Regions from separate parts of the Pan troglodytes genome. Here region 1 is linked to region 2. Evidence: chromatin contacts called from public Hi-C data. All regions are on one chromosome and are shown on one strand. The core of a region is the stretch at or near the end of the contact, and the rest is flanking DNA. Distances in the headings are between cores, read along the strand shown. Region 1 overlaps BCKDHB (branched chain keto acid dehydrogenase E1 subunit beta). Region 2 overlaps BCKDHB (branched chain keto acid dehydrogenase E1 subunit beta).

Region 1 (5,140 bases), core at 1,117-3,616, 120 kb before region 2:
ATGCTGATAAGATGAGCCCAGTTTTATACCTATTTTCACAAAGTACATATTACATGCTCAGTATAGACAAATTTCTAATAAATCTGATAAAACCATTGATCCATTAATGAAGAGGTAGTTAGTGACTGGAATCTGGTTCTGGATACTTTCATAGTTAAGTATAAAATATAAAATTAAAAATGCTCAGAGATACTATTTATTAATAAACAGGTAAACTAAATGTATATAGTTCATATAAAAAGCTATTAGTCACATATTTTGTTTAGATGAACCAGGGCATTTACTTAATAATTTTTATCTACTTACTTGGGGCTAAACTACATAAATTCAATCATGTCCCTCAATTAGGAATTACAGGCTACTAGAGATACAGGAGTTTGTGTATTTGTCATACACCAAAGATAATGACTTATATAAGCACCCATGGACACGCAAACAATTCCGTGCATAATTGGCACATCCCATCCTGGCGGAAATCCAGAGAAACAACATGGAGGCATATAGAAAAAAATGTATTTGCTCATATGCCTGTTTTAAAAAAGGAATATGTGCATGTGTACAAAGAACAAAAAAACCCAGCTATTTAGTTACCCAGACTAAATAGTAACCACACAGATATTATTTAATTATAAATAAAAATAGCTATTTATATAGTCTCCTTTAATCCTTTCAACAACTTTATGTAGTAGTAAAGACAAGAAACTGAAGCTGGGAGAGGTTAAGTGAGGTGACCACTATCACACAGGTGTACAACATTTGTTGGTATATGCACCAAGTCTCCTGGTTAATTTTAGGTGCACTGCATAAGACTTCAGATTTAAGTTTTCGTAAAAGTCTTGCTTGGATACAAGGGGAATTCTGTACTTAGTGCTATTATTGTACCTATGAAAAAGAAACTAGTAGAATTATCTGCATGTTTATGTCAAGTCCAATAAGGATTTTAAAAACATTTATAAAAAGCTTAGCCGTTTAATTCCTTTTTGGGGGAGCCAGGGGGTCGGTCATTGGGGAATACAGGATCTCTTTAATCAGAGTTACAGTAGGTTCTGTACGAATTTGTAATTTTTTTTTTTTTTCTTTTTAGTGCTTGCTGGGAAGATGAGCAAATAAGAGGAAGGATGGACACGGGTGGAACTTTCTGATTAATTCCTAGCCGTTTGCCTGCATGCAGGGCATGAGCTGCCACTTGAGTTCTAAAACTGGTTTTGAATTCTGATTTGAACCTGATTCTGACTTGAGATTTGATGGTGAACCTATGGTAGGATGTAAGTTTGAAGGTTTTTTTTTTTTTTTTTCACTATAAGGGTAAAAAAAATCATCAGAGTGCTTCATCAATAAATTAAACTTGTTCCCTCTCATTTATTTCCTTATTTATGGCTAGACAAATTTAGGTAACTAAGTAATTTGATTAAAATGTGACAACTTTTTGACAGATTAGAAAATATTTTACATAAACATAGTTTACAAGTTTTATCCTAGCCTTAACTTAAACTGGAATATAAAATTTAACCTCTCCTCTCAGTATTTTACAGCTATTCTCCACAGTTAATTCACTTTGTAGAACTCTAATACTAAAGAACAAACTTCAGGAGTATTTAAAGAAATGTCTCGAGTATAAAATTAAATTCATTTTTTTCTTTGCAATTAAAGCAACACATACCAGAACAAGCCATTGCAATTAAATTAACCTTAAAATGTAAATACAAGTGCAGTATAGGATCTCACTGTCTCAGACTGCACTCTCCAGCTTCAAGTGGTGGTTATTGGCACAGCCCTCACGGCTGGCACTGGGGTGTTTATTAAAGAGCTGTGGGCTCTCATGAGAGGTGTAAAGCTAGTTGTACACACATAAGCGCCATCAAGCAGACATGGGCACATGCAGATGGATCAGTCCCCTTGCACAGGTCTCAGTTGTCTGAGACAAGCATTTCAGTCATCCCTGCGAAGCATAGCTTTTAAAAACTCTTTAAAAAATTACATATGCATATAATACATCTGGGTTTACGGTGCATTAAATTTCATCATTTTCAATTCCTAGTCCCCCCCAAATGAGCATGCTTACAATTGACATAACAAATAACCAACCCCCAAGGATTTTCTTTAGGTTTCTTCAAATGCTAATTATGTAGCAAATCTAATTAAGCTCAAGTGAATCACTTCAGCAGTAGGTACTTTGGTTACTTCATAAATGCCAAAAGGGATGAGAAGTGTCTATTCTCCCTCCAAAGCAGTCATGCTGTGTGCCAAACTGATAACGGTTAAACACAGCTGCAGAGCAAATGTTGAGTTTTGGTCCTGTAAATACAGTGTTCACACATCAACCTGTGCTGTGAGTGATGTAGAATTCAGAACAACCGACTGCAGATTGGCTCATGTTACATGAGTATTATAGATGAGTGCTGTTTCACCCAGCACAGCTTGAGCAGATTTTGACGGGCCATGAAAGTTCCCTCCACCTAAGAATATATACTGAAACTCTAAAAACCCCAAATATTGATAAATTTATTGGATCAACATCTGGTTGAAGTGGTTTGCTTTTAAGCTCCATAGCTCACAAGAATAAAAGTATAAAGGTCATTTTGTGTGTCTGAGAACACATTTATGGAATGGTTAACACAAAAATCTATTATTTAATGTCATCCCTGAAGAAATATATGCTGTCTTTATTATAAATGTTTTTCCTTTAATTCCAGTAGGTAAAAGTGCAAAACAAACCTATAAGCAAATCTAAGCTAAAATAAACTCTTTTTATTTTGGAAACTCAATTTCCATGGAAGGAAATCCTTTTCAGAGGGGCTCTCTCAACCGGGTGGGTTGCCGGATGCTTAAGGCCATGACTGCATTCCCTCCAGAGGCTGTTAGATCACTATGGCAACTAACTTTTCCCTATCAATAAGCAAGAGCTACAAACGCTAATATTCTGAAAAAGCCATTTCCTTTTCTGTGGCATTAACAATATAACCTAGTTTCAAGATAGAAATATACCTCTTTTTGTGCAAAACGATTATCTTTGCTGGTAATTACTAGAATTCAGCTTTGCAAATAAATGCAAAAATAGCAAAATCAGCCATTGTACTTCAGTTTCAAAACAAGGTAAAATTTGTGACATAGTAATCTAAGGATGGTACAGCTAAAGTGGGTTGGGTGTGTAGGTCTGGGCAGAAAAAAAATTGGGTATTTCAGGAGCAAATGGCATATGAGAAGGAAAACTGACAAGAAAACAACACATGCTTCCATGTTGCTCTTGGAGTTTCTTAAAAGAAGCACACATTTCAACAGTTATATTTCATACCTGTAGTTGTTTCTAGATATCTAATTCTTACTGTGTAGGGTAACAAATAAATTGACATTTTCCAAATTAAATACATATCCTTCCTATTTAGGGAGATATTTGCCAGCTTTGTCTTCACTGGTTCGAGTATCAACAGCTAAATCTCTTAAATGGTGTCTCATTTTAGGTATGCAAAAACATCGCCAAGTATCACATACACAGATTTACAAGCCCAAATGGATCAGAGGTACAATGACTGACATGGAGCAGGCATCAGTAAATATTTGTGAATGCATAAATATAGATTAAACAAACAATTCCAGTTTGTATTTCTATTCTGTTTCATCCTGGAGTATTAATGAGCTTTGTTACTGATGAGGCCAAATATATATATATGTCAGCAAAGACAGGAAGTAGGGTGTGGATGCTTTTACTTCTTAGCAATTCCTGAACCTTCAACTCATCCACTAGATGCCACACTGGTGCCATTTTGATCATGTCCCTTTCCTAGATAAAAGGTTTTCCTGGTTCCCCAAAGTTTATTCTTTATCTCTATTTTCTCCACAAAGCCCAGTAAAGACATGCACATGCCTGCCTTCATACCAAAGCTTTTTTTTTTTTTATAAAATCACCTTGACACAAGCCTCTCTCTTCTCAAACTCTTGTTTTCCTACACCCGGCTATCTTCACATTCTACTTTTCAAAGTCAGCTCAAATGCCCTTCTCCAGGAGCCTTTAGGATGTTGGTACTGATCTTTTTTAAAATGCATTCATGTTTCAATCACTTATTAATATGTGAGTGTCCACAATGTCCCTATCCTCATAGAGTTTTATGTTTTAGTGGGGGGAAGGTGTTTGAGGAGTGCTAAAAAGGAAGTAAGTACGGGGTCTGTGATAGAGACTAACAGGGAGCTCTGAGTTGCACAGTATGCTCAGGAAAGGGCTTTCTAAGGTGGTGTCATTTGAGAAGGAGAAACCAGATCTGCAAAGAACCCAGGAGAAGCACTCCTGCCAGGTCACACAACAAGTACAAAGCTAGGAATGCAGAAAGGAGCCTGGTGAGACCCAGTTATTGAGAGAAGGCCTATGAAAGGGCAGCACCAGCCCAGGGAGGAGGGGGAGACACCCAAAGGGGGACAATGGAGCAGTAGGAAGAAGGGGACAACCAGATGCAACCACAGTGTCTGATGGCCAGTTGACCAGCCCTGGCAGGAAGACAGTAACAGATTGTCTTCATACTTTACATGGCTATATTTTATAGAATATATACAGGAGTAGCTAGGGAGCATTACAAGACTCTCCAGGTAACCTCTCAGGGTTCATTTATAGGATACCCAGAAATATCATTAGATGTGAGTAATATTTTTGCTGGTAATCTAAGTGAGACACAATACAGTGAGTGGTAAGTCAAACACACTATCAATATGAGCAGATCCTATGTTTTTGTAATTTCATGAAAATTATTTTATTCAGTAAAAAAGTTTTTAAGGAGCAATACTAAAATGCCCATTTCTCAGAAACTTAGAAAAATTAAAATAGGGGATTTTAGAATTGAAAGTAGTTAGTCACTGTAGTTTGTAAGTAATTGGAATCCTTTCTTGGCTACTATTCAAGTATTTTTTCTCTTCTAGTAATCTAATATATTTATTACCATATCTAGTGCCTTAAAGATATCAATTTCCCATTTACTCACACTACTGGTTTCCACTCCCTATTTCTTACCTCTTTCAGTATTTTTTAAATGATTATGTATTGTAAAGAAAAAGGCTCAAAATTGAGTAATCTAGCAACATGCACAAAGATTGTATTTTTATAAATGTTGTCTATTGTATCTTTGGCAAGGAGTAGGAATCTACCGTGGAGAAAAAC
Region 2 (5,182 bases), core at 679-3,178:
CTGAGGATATATGTCACCTCAGGACCACTCTGATAATTGTGTTAACTGTATAAATTGATTGTAAAACATGTGTGTTTGAACAATATGAAATCAGGGCACCAGAAAAGGAACAGAATAACAGCAATTTTTAGGGAACAAGGGAAGACAACCATAAGGTCTGACCACCTGCGGGGTCGGGCAAAAAGAGTCACATTTTTCTTCTTGCAGAGAGCCTATAAATGGACATGCAAGTAGGAGAGATATCGCTAAATTCTTTTAAGGAATATTAATATTAATACCCTGGGAAAGGAATGCATTCCTGGGGGAAGGTCTAAAACAGCCACTCTGGGAATGTCTGTCTTATGCAGTTGAGATAAGGACTGAGATACGCCCTGGTCTCCTGCAGTACCCTCAGGCTTATCAGGGTGGGGAAAAACTCCGCCCTGGTAAATTTGTGGTCAGACCGGTTCTCTGCTCTTGAACCCTGTTTTCTGTTGTTTAAGATGCTTATCAAGACAACAGGTGCACTGCTGAACATAGACCCTTATCAGTAGTTCTGCTTTTGCCCTTTGCCTTGTGATCTTTGTTGGACCCTTATCAGTAGTTCTGCTTTTGCCCTTTGCCTTGTGATCTTTGTTGGACCCTTGTCAGTGGTTCTGCTTTTTCCCTTTGTCCTGTTCCCTCAGAAGCATGTGCTCTTTGTTAGACCCTTATTAGTAGTTCTGCTTTTTGCCTTTTGAAGCATGTGATCTTTGTATCTACTCCCTGTTTTACACCCCTTCCCCTTTTGAAACCCTTAATAAATAAAAAACTTGCTGATTTGAGGCTCAGGTGGGCATCACAGTCCTACTGATATGTGATCTCACCCCCGGCTGCCCAGCTGTAAAAGTCCTCTCTTTGTACTCTTTCTCTTCATTTCTCAGCCGGCCAACATTTATGGAAAATAGAAAGAATCTATGTTGAAATATTGGGGGCAGGTTCCCCTGATAGAATAACAGAGTGAATGAAGGGGCTTGCTGGAGAAAGAACATTTTCTAAAGGGTGGATGGGTGGTAGGAGGTGGAAAGCGATGAAATCAGGTAAATTCTTGTAGGCCATGGTAAGGAATTTGACTTCTCTCTCAATGGGAAATCACTGAGGCCTTTTGAAACTAGAAGGAACATGATATGACTCAGATTAAAAGTATCAACTCTGCCTATGGCAAGGAAAGGTCAGAAGCGCAAGACAGTTGTTAGGTGGCTATGGCCAAAACCCAGGAGAGAAATGCTAGTAGTCTAGAGCAGGATCAAGCAGTGGTCAGATTTTGGACATATTATGTAGGCAAAGCCAGCAGGATATGCTTTGGAATTTAATCTGGGAGGCAGGACACACCAGAAAAAGATAAATTAAAAAGACTGTACGGTATAAAGGCAAATTCTTATACATTTTAATAATTAGCATAATTTAATCTTCAGGTAAAGTTTAAACATGTCAGAATTATAAGTGTCAGTTTTTTCTTCTCTATAGATATGTGAAAATCACCTAGACCTTGTAAATGATTGTGCTTCAGTTCTTTTTTTGCAGTGTTGTTATGTAGTTGATTCTAGGTTAAATGACAACGATGCTTGAGAATCTGAGTTTCTTTCAAAGCCTTTTGTTTATTCTCCTGCCAAAATCAAGTTCTTATTTTTGAAGGCAGCTTCTCTGAATTTCTCCTTATTTAAGAAAAATCTTCCTTTCAAGCTTGACAGCACCTCAACAGCTATTCGGCCTGGCCACTGCTTTGTTAACACTGCAGCTCACTTTTTAACTCATTTTGAATGTGGTCTGCATGTCAGCAGGAAAGTCCATTAAAGTCCATAACCTTAACCACTGTTCTTACTCCTGGGAAGGCTTGAGAGAGAACAGCCCTACTTATGAGCTCCTGTTTCACATCAGCATGACAGCTGAGCTGAGTTGCAGGGAGAAACTGAACGAAGGGTGTGGACAGAGCTGCATGATAAAAGGAAACTCTTCCTGGCTAAGGACACCAAGGCTCTCCCTGAGTCCATAAAAGGGATCATCACTACAATGTGAAGTAAAGGAAATGAATTAAACAGAAGATAGTGCTTCTTTTTATTTCTTTTTTAAAAATTTTTGTTCAAGTTTAACATATATACAAAAAAGGTGCACCAAATGAGTGTTCTGCTCAGTTTTCAAAAATTTAACCTGAATAATCAGCACTCAGAACAAGAAACTGTTACCAGCAACTCATAGCCCTTACACACTCTTCCAATTATTAACCACTCTCATGATAATCACTAGCCTGACTTCTAACATCATCAATTAGTTTTGTCTATTTTTTACCTCTATATAAAATAAATCATTCAGTATGTACTTACTTGAGTCCGGCTTCTTTGTGTTTATGAGATGAATACACATTATTCCATTACATTTTTAGTTCATTTATTCTCATCGCTGAACAATATTATACTTACTTATTATTGATCCATTCTCTAGTTGATGAGTACTTTGGCAGTTTACAGTGTGGGGCTACTAGAAGTAATGTTCCTATGAATGCTTCTGGTTTTTTTTTTTGTATATTTCTTCATATATACACATACAGGATTGGAATTGCTAGGTTATAGGGTTCAGGTAGATACTGCCAAACAATTTTCCAAAATGGTTGTACAAATTTATGTTACCAACAATAGTCTATGAGAGTTGAATTGCTCCACATTCTTGCCAACACTTGGTGTACCTTTTCATACTGTTACCCATATTTCTATTGGATATTGGTCTTTTCTTTTTGATTGTATAAGTACTTTATATTTCCAGATATAAGTTTCCTTGAGTTTCTCCAAATCTGTAGATTACCTATTTACTCTCTTATTGGCACCCTTTTGATGAACAAATTTTCTTAAATGTAATGAAGCACAATGTTATCAGCCCTTTTTTAACGTTAGTGTTTTATTAGTGCACAAGATCACATGAACATATTCACCTATGCTTTCTCCCAAGAGCATTATTTTTTCCTTTCACAATTAGATCTGCAACTCAGCTGTAACTGATGCTTGTGTGGTAAGAGTTAATATAATTATTTTTCATAGTACCCAAATGAATCAACATCCTCTATTGAGAAAACTACCTCTTCCTCTCAAAATTGCAAAGTCACCTTTGTCCTGAATCAGATAACCAGCAGGTCTGTTTCTAAACTCTTATTTTATTCCATTGGTCTATTTGTGTATTTTTATACCTATATAATGTTATAATTACTACAGCACTAATAACACATCTCAACATTTGATAATTAAGTCTTCCAGTTTTGTTCTTCTTCAAGATTGCTCTGGCTCTTCTTGGCCTTACAATCCACTAACATGCTATATGCTTCAGTTTATGGGCCTTTAATTTTCCTAAATAATATTCTGTGATTTTCTGGGTAAAGTTCTGACATATGTATCACGAAATTTTTCCCTAGACAGTCCTAATATCAAGAGGAAAGCTGTCAAAATTTCACTAGGAATTATAATTTTTGCTGCAGGCATTTTGCAACTAATCTTCACCAGAGTAAGATAATTACCTTCCATTTCTAGGTTGCTATGAAATTTTAATCATGAATAAATATTGAATTTTAATAAATACTTCTCTTGCACTACCAAGGTAGTCAGGTTTTTTTTCCTGTTTTCTGTTAACATGAGGAATTGTATCATCTGCTTTGTGAATATTTATGAACATTATGTGCTCTACATTTATTTTAAAAGCCGTCTATAATTTTCCTTTCTTATACTGTCCTAAATACGTTTGATATTAAGATTATGCTGGCCTTATAAAAAGAATTTGAAAGTTTTCTCTTTGATTCCACTCTCCGTAAGGGTTTGCATAAGGACTATATTTTAGAGAATTCACCAATAAAGCCATTTAGGCCTGGGGTTTTCTCTGTATGAGAGTTAATAACATTAAATTTAATTTTTTAATAGATCATGACTATTCAGATTTTCTAATTCCTCTTGTATCAATGTTGAATGACTTATATTTTTCCAGGAAATTGTCAACTTTACTCAAAACTTATTTGTAAAATTATTCATAACATCCTCTTTGTCTTACCATTGTCTGTGGGCTCTTCATCAAACAAATATTTGTCCTTTGTTTCTACCCTATTTTTTCCATTAGTTAAAAGTTTATCAATTACATTAATCTCTTCAAAGATCTAAATTTTACTTTATTAAATTTCTCTACTCTACAGATTCAATTTCAGTAATTTCTGCTCTTAATTACTTCATTTCTTCTACTTTCTCTAGGTTTGATTTTCTTTCTGGAGATGGAAATTCAGATCATTAACTTTTTTAATTCTTATTCCTATTTCCTAAATTTATATATGTACAGCTATAAAGTTTCCTCTGAGCATGGCTTAAGCTGGTTCTTGAAACTTTTGATATATTCTATCTTCATTAACATTCAGTCCAGTTTCTTTTCTAATTTTTGAGTTTCTTCTGTAATCCACGGTTATTTAGAGTAAGGTACTTAATTTGTAGGAAGTCGAGGCTTTTCTAGTTGTCCTTTTCTTTCACTTGATTTCTAACTGAATTCCACTATTGTTAGAGAACATAATCTCAATGATTCCAAGCTTTTGGAATTTTTTAAGGTTATATTTATGCCCCAGCATTTGGCCAATTTTGACAAATGCTACATATTCTATTGATAGTTTGGTGCACAATTAGGACAACTTTACAAATTGCTTTGTTCAGATCTTCTATACACTTCATGAGATTTTGTCTTCTTCATTAAGCAAGATTTAAGAGGGATGTCTTAAAGTCTCCTGCTGTAACTGTGAATATGTTCATACCTCTTCTGAGTTCTGTGTTTTCTTTGTTTAGTTTATGGCTTTATTTATTTTCAAACTATGTTATTAAGGATGAAATAGACTTAGGATTATGATATATTTAAGGTGGACTGGTCCCTTTGGCATTATGAAATGCTCCTTTTCACTTCTAGTAGTCCTTTTTGCCTTAATGCTTTATTTGAAATTACTGTATCTACACCAGCTTTCTTTTTCCATCCTTTCAACATTTTGATGTCCTTATATTTAAAGTATGCATTTTTTAAGCTACACGTGGTGGTGGTAGTTGTTTTTCATGAAGTCTGAGGATCTTAGACTTTTACTAGGTTTATTTAATCTTTTTGTATTTAATTTAATTACTTCTATATTTGGGTTTATATCATCTTATCATCTGTTATCTATTGACCC

Evidence for each region. Hi-C and Micro-C count contacts between places; a contact is called where the count stands out from the background.
Region 1: a contact with region 2 is called in a Hi-C map of induced pluripotent stem cells, with 2.2 times the contacts expected there. The contact joins two enhancer-like sites. A contact is called at or near these places in 2 of 7 Hi-C or Micro-C datasets (induced pluripotent stem cells and stem cell-derived neural progenitor cells).

Annotation. Positions count from the first base shown.
Region 1 is chr5:92,347,792-92,352,931 of NHGRI_mPanTro3-v2.0_pri, reverse strand. The region is part of intron 10 of BCKDHB (branched chain keto acid dehydrogenase E1 subunit beta); the gene reads right to left. Among named protein-coding and RNA genes, the nearest start is that of BCKDHB, 230 kb to the right of the region's middle. Within about 2 kb of position 2,366, at least 6 of the 24 cell types and tissues checked have an H3K27ac peak or open chromatin away from gene starts, as enhancers often do. A contact at or near this core is called in induced pluripotent stem cells, where this site is marked.
Region 2 is chr5:92,226,642-92,231,823 of NHGRI_mPanTro3-v2.0_pri, reverse strand. All of the region lies in intron 8 of BCKDHB (branched chain keto acid dehydrogenase E1 subunit beta), which reads right to left. Among named protein-coding and RNA genes, the nearest start is that of BCKDHB, 100 kb to the right of the region's middle. Within about 2 kb of position 1,928, at least 2 of the 24 cell types and tissues checked have an H3K27ac peak or open chromatin away from gene starts, as enhancers often do. A contact at or near this core is called in induced pluripotent stem cells, where this site is marked.